Regions from separate parts of the Pan troglodytes genome. Here region 1 is linked to region 2. The links are chromatin contacts, called in public Hi-C maps. All regions are on one chromosome and are shown on one strand. The core of a region is the stretch at or near the end of the contact, and the rest is flanking DNA. Distances in the headings are between cores, read along the strand shown. Region 1 overlaps DOT1L (DOT1 like histone lysine methyltransferase). Region 2 overlaps AP3D1 (adaptor related protein complex 3 subunit delta 1).

Region 1 (2,700 bases), core at 173-2,672, 78 kb after region 2:
GTGTTTGCAGGAACAGCTTCGGCCCCAGAGCCCATCCTGTCATGGAGCGTGGGGGACCCCAGGGAGGGTTCCCAGCCCCAGGTCTGTGATGCGAGCCCGGATCTGCTTAGTGCTGCTCAGGACTTGGGATTTGAGTCATTTCCTGGGTGGCTTGTCCACGGGGAATGAGGGATGTTCAGAGGGTCTGTCAGGTGTGGAGAGGGAGGAGACGGGTGTGGGGGGTGGCCCAGCACCTGCAGAGGCTCAGGATGGCTCGCCTGCGCACCTCCCATCCCGTCTCCTCCCCTCCTGGGGGCTTCCCCCGGCCTTGGAGAGTGGAGGATGTGCAGCTGCTCGTGGCCGGGGCGGGTGGCCCTGCCCTCTGGATCTGCGTCTGGGTGGATGAGTGGCCCTGTCCTCCGGGCCTGGGGGGGTGTCCCTGTCTCTCTGGGACTGAGTGGGTGGGCCACCCTGTTGCTTGGGGCAGCGGCTTGCTTGTGTTACCCTCTCTGCTCAGGGACTCCCTCCCCATCCTGAGAGACACTGGGTGGGGCACCAGGCCTGTGGCTGTTGTGTGAAAAGGAGTGTTGCTGGTCCTCCCTCGGCTCTTGGGGTGCTGGTGTGGGCTTCTGCTGTGACCCAGGTGCCCTCACCCCCAACTAGTCCAGCCCCCAGCATGAATCCCCTTCCTGTCTCTGGATGGGCCTGTCCTGGACATTTCACAGAAACAGGATCAGACACTGCGTGGCCTTCTGTGTCTGGCGTCTCTCACTGAGCGTGGCGTCCTCAAGGTGCATCCGCGCTGTGGCCTGGGTTGGAGCCTGGCTCCTGTTCTCATTGGGGTCCTGCTTCCATGTGTGCACGGCCTCGCTGTGCTGTGTTGATCTTTCATCTGCTGATGGACACTTGGCTGCTTCCACCTTTTGGCTGTGATGAGTTGTGTTGGCTTTTGGAGGCATTTGTGTCCGGGCTTTTGTGTGGACATGTTTTTATTTCTCCTGGGAATGGAGGTGGTAGTGTTTTTGAAGGATTTGAAAGGCGGTGTCTTGGTTGTCCAGATGCTACCGTGTTGGACAGCTAGGTTAATAAGAGGTGTTTTCTCCTGGACAGTGCCAGGTCTTGAGGTCTGGAGGTGGACTGGCGTCGGGCTGCAGCTGGCCTTGCTGTGAGTGTGGCGTGGGGCTGTGGGGACAGCGCTGCTGTTAGCAGGCCGTCAGCGGTGCTCAGGGCAGACGCCCCCAGGGACTGGCGGCTCAGCTTCCCTGTGTGCGTGTTTCTTGTGGTTGGTGAGGGAGGGACAGAGCTCGGCGCTAGGCTTTCTCAGCCTGGCCGAGTGTCGCTGCCTGCCACGGAGGGTGCCCCCCAGCGCCCCGTGGCCTCCCTCAGGCCCTGCCTGGAGCCCAGCATGGTGGGGGCTGCAGGCCCTGCCTCAGGGCGCCCCTGCTGGCCGCCTCTGGTCCTGAGAGTGGCTGCAGCCCCTGATTTTGAGCTTACATTTCTAGGAGACTGCAGCGTGGCTTGCAGGTGTGTGTTGGTGTGACCACAGTCCCCTTGGCTGGGCCTGGCCTCCCCAAGCGGATGCTGGAGCACGAGGACCTGTCCCGGCTTCTCAGGAGGTCCTGCCCGTTCTCTGCGCATCCCTCTCACGGACCCTTCTGCCTGCAGCTCCCAGGGCTGCAGCCGGTGGGGCCTGGGCCTCCTCCTGCTCCTTCACTGCAAGCGGAGCTGTGTTCATTCCATTCTTTCTTCACAGGGGCTGGGCGGGCTGGGGGTGCCAGGGAGGCCGGGGGTCCGCGCTCACACCTGTTTTCTCTTTCAGTTGGAGAGAGGCGATTTCCTCTCAGAAGAGTGGAGGGAGCGAATCGCCAACACGAGGTATGGCCAGCGTGGGGCATGCAGGGCACGTGGGGTGTGTGCTCACAGGCGGGCGGTGGCCATGGGACCGGGGACCGGGGACCGGGAGCGGCCCCTCGCTCCTGTGCTGGCTGTGGCAGGAAAGAGGCCGGTGGGGACAGGAAGGGCGCCTTTCCCTCACGCTGGGTCTCCCTGTGCGGGCGCGCAGAGCAGACATGCCCAGCAGAGCTCCTGTCGGCCCTGCAGACCCTGCTGGCAGTGAGCCCGTTCCTGCTGCCTGTCCCCTTGACTTTGGGACACTGTGGGCCCCTCTCGCCTGGGTTCCTGGGCCTCCTCCCCGCTCAGGCTTGGTCTGGGGGTCTTCCTGTCTCCATCCATCCCTTCTGGAGTGGCTGCACCCACACAACGCAATGAGGGCTGCTCGAGGGAGCGGCCCCTCCTGGTCCCAAAAGCCACCTCTGCACTGCCTGGGCTTGCCCCTCCGCGCCACCTTGCACCCAGGCCTGGGAGCTCAGGGCACTGTCCAGGTCCGTCCCCACCGCCACCTGTTTGTCCTGGTGGCCATGGGCTCTGTATGGTTGGGCTGGGCCCCCGTGCTTTCCACTGCCCAGCCTGGGTGTGGCCACAGCACTCCAGCGTGTGCCAGGGACCCTGGAGGCCCAAGGCGCTTGTGAGGGCAGCCGGGGAGGTGGGGTCAGCAGCCGGCTGGGCCCTGCTCCCCCAGTCCTGCCATCCTCCCTGCTCCCCTCATCCTCCCAGCACTCTTTGTCCTCCCTGTGCCCCTCGTCCTCCCCACACCCCTCATCCTCCCTCATTCCTCCTCCCTCACTCCTCCTCCTCCCTCACTCCTCCTCCTCCCTCACTCCT
Region 2 (2,700 bases), core at 9-2,508:
GCAGTGTCGATAAGACCCATCCCTGCGGCCCACCTGGAACCTGGCACTGAGACCCCTGTGCCTCCAGAGGGGCCTGGCGCAGGCAGGCTGGGGCTGAGCAGGTGCCTCCCTGGGCCACCTAACTGCTACACGGAGCTCCCACCTCACCTACGGCAAACAGGGCTCAGAAGGGCTGCCACGCGCCCAGCTGGAACTGAGCCTTGCAGATGCCCAGGGCCAGCCCCCCATCTGCAGCCCACCCCATGGATCCTCCCACCTCCCAGTCCTAGTGCCCACGGGATCTACAATCTCCTGGGAACGCCACAGATGCCCGAGGGCAGAGGGCAGACAGGGCAGCACAGACTCGCCTCTGTAAAGGGGGAATGGGCCCGACCATTGTCAGGGGACAGGTGCTGGAAACCCACGGACCTGCAAGACGGCCGGGGTGGCAGGGCGATGGGAGACGGTAGGAAGGATCTGCCAGGCACATCCCTGGTCCCTACCCCTCGGAAGCTTGGAGAAGCTGCCAGCCCAGAGGCCCAGCGCCCACTCACTCTGAGAACTCCCCGCAGATCCAGGCTGCAGCGTACAGCACCTCACAGATCCCGTTCCGCTGGGTGCTGCTGGCCAGCAGGTGTGCACTGTCAAGCAGCGCAGACATCTGGGACACGGCGAACTTGCGGATGGCCTTCACGCGGATGGCCACGTCCAGCATTTGGGCGGCGATGAGGTGGCCGTGCCGTGTGCCCTCCAGCCGGGTCAGCTCCACCAGGATGCTGATGTACCTGTGGGGCAGAGGCGGTGAGTGAGTGGCGCCACAGAACCCCCGGCCACACCCCTGGGAGCGGGACGCACCACTCGAAGTTGGTGATGTACTGGTAGTTGGACTGGCTGCAGATGTCAATGATCTTGGTGAGCAGCTCGTCACGATAGGTGGTGCCCTCTGCCTTGTCTACGTGGGTCATCAGCTTCTTCACAATCTCCATCAGGTTCTTCTTGGACACCTGGGCAAAAGCGTACAGACAGTGGTGAGAGCGGACCCAGCCTGGGGCCTGCTTGGTGAGACACCCAACACCTGCTCCTGAGACAGAATCCACGGGACACAGGCGGACCCGGATTCACAGATCGATGCCAGGGAGGCAGCAGGCCCCTGCGATGTGGGCTGGGTTAGAGGCACACGACCCCAGCCAGGGAGCAACAACTGGCCCAGCACAGTCTGTTCTGCGGGCTTGGCCCCGCCCCCTCCACACAGGCCCTGGAAGACAGGCATGGGCTTGGCCCCGCCCCCTCCACACAGGCCCTGGAAGACAGGCATGGACCAGGACTGGCGCCCCTCTGCCCTGCCCCACCACACTAACTGATGGCCGAGTGTGAGGGGACTCCATGCATTCCACGTGGCTCTGCACCTGACACTTAATGTCCCTTAGAGAACTAAGGCCAGGCGGGCGGGCGGCGGACAGAGGGCACGCACCATCCCATAGAGCAGGTCCAGGGCCCGCAGCCGGATGGACTCGTCCTTGTCGTCCAGGCACTGCAGGATGAGGTCCTTGTGGGACTGCACGGACTTGGGGTGGGTCTTCAGGATCTTGGACATTGCCAGCAGCCCCAGGTACTTCACTGCAGAGAGAGGCCAGAGCCAGGTCAATGGGACGGACACAGGCAGCAGGGTGCAGGCAGGGCCCAAGGCTCTCCGGGCCGGGTCTCCACCTCGGGAGGCTGCCTGGCCTTGGCAACCTGGGGGTGGACAGAGCAAGTATCCCAGCTGGAGCTCACCACGAGGGATGTCGCCCTAGCAGAGCCCTCTCCCTGGGAGCCGGGGTGCAGGCTGCCCCCATGCCGGCTCCCTCAGGAAGGCCTCCCCTACCTACTACCACCTTGTAGTAGCTGCTGTCAGCTCTCCTCTTCCCACCCAGCCAGTGCAGGGAAGAACGCAGAGAAGACTTTCCAGCAGCAGCAGACACCCTCGGCCCAAGGCAGGGTCTCACCTGTACCCAGTACTCACTGTTCACCCGATTAGCCCAAACCAGCTCACGGACAGCTAAGGGTGGCTGGGCATGAGGCACAGATGCCACAACCTAAGCCAGGGCCACCCCAGCCACAGGGCACACAGCTGAACCCATTCACATACCGCCATCCACGGTGGCTTTCAGGCCACGGGGCAGCACTGAGCAGAGACAGACACTGTGAGGTCCACGGAGAAAACGCAGTAGTCCCCACCTACCCGTGGGGGATGGGCCCATGACCCCAGTGGAAGGCTGACACGGCGGGCGGTACTGAGACCCGCGTGTGGGTGTTTTTCTGACACGTCTGTGCTTATGGCGAAGTTCAGAGTGTACATTAGGCACAGTAAGAAATGAACAACTAATAGTAACTAAGAACAGAACAACCATAAAACACAGTCACAAAAGGTATGTGATCGCGGTCTCTCTTGCAATACCCGACTGCGGGGTGCTTGCCTATTTTTGGACTGTGTTGGGGGTACCTGAAACCTCAGATAAGGGGGGCCACTCCACTATCTGGGCTGTTGCAGGCGAGTTTGCCAACTCCTGCTCTCAACAAAAAGACCTGGCTTCAAAATGAGCGTCCAAAACACCGCCCAGGTACAAGGTACCAGGCAGGGGCCGCTAATTCTGATTCCTCAACAGAGCAGCATGGGGGCACCCACATGCAGGCAGGCACCTGGGCAAGGGTGCTGTGTGCTGCTCTATCTCACAACGCAAA

The links. Hi-C and Micro-C count contacts between places; a contact is called where the count stands out from the background.
Region 1: a contact with region 2 is called in a Hi-C map of induced pluripotent stem cells, with 2.0 times the contacts expected there. The contact joins two enhancer-like sites.

Annotation. Positions count from the first base shown.
Region 1 is chr20:4,502,224-4,504,923 of NHGRI_mPanTro3-v2.0_pri, forward strand. DOT1L (DOT1 like histone lysine methyltransferase) reads left to right here. Exons shown (of 29, transcript XM_063800991.1): 8 at 1,799-1,854. Among named protein-coding and RNA genes, the nearest start is that of MIR1227, 35 kb to the right of the region's middle. Within about 2 kb of position 1,423, at least 5 of the 24 cell types and tissues checked have an H3K27ac peak or open chromatin away from gene starts, as enhancers often do. A contact at or near this core is called in induced pluripotent stem cells, where this site is marked.
Region 2 is chr20:4,423,908-4,426,607 of NHGRI_mPanTro3-v2.0_pri, forward strand. It overlaps AP3D1 (adaptor related protein complex 3 subunit delta 1), which reads right to left. Exons shown (of 32, transcript XM_054673482.1): 12 at 1,451-1,596; 13 at 835-983; 14 at 534-764. Among named protein-coding and RNA genes, the nearest start is that of IZUMO4, 25 kb to the left of the region's middle. Within about 2 kb of position 1,259, at least 1 of the 24 cell types and tissues checked has an H3K27ac peak or open chromatin away from gene starts, as enhancers often do. A contact at or near this core is called in induced pluripotent stem cells, where this site is marked.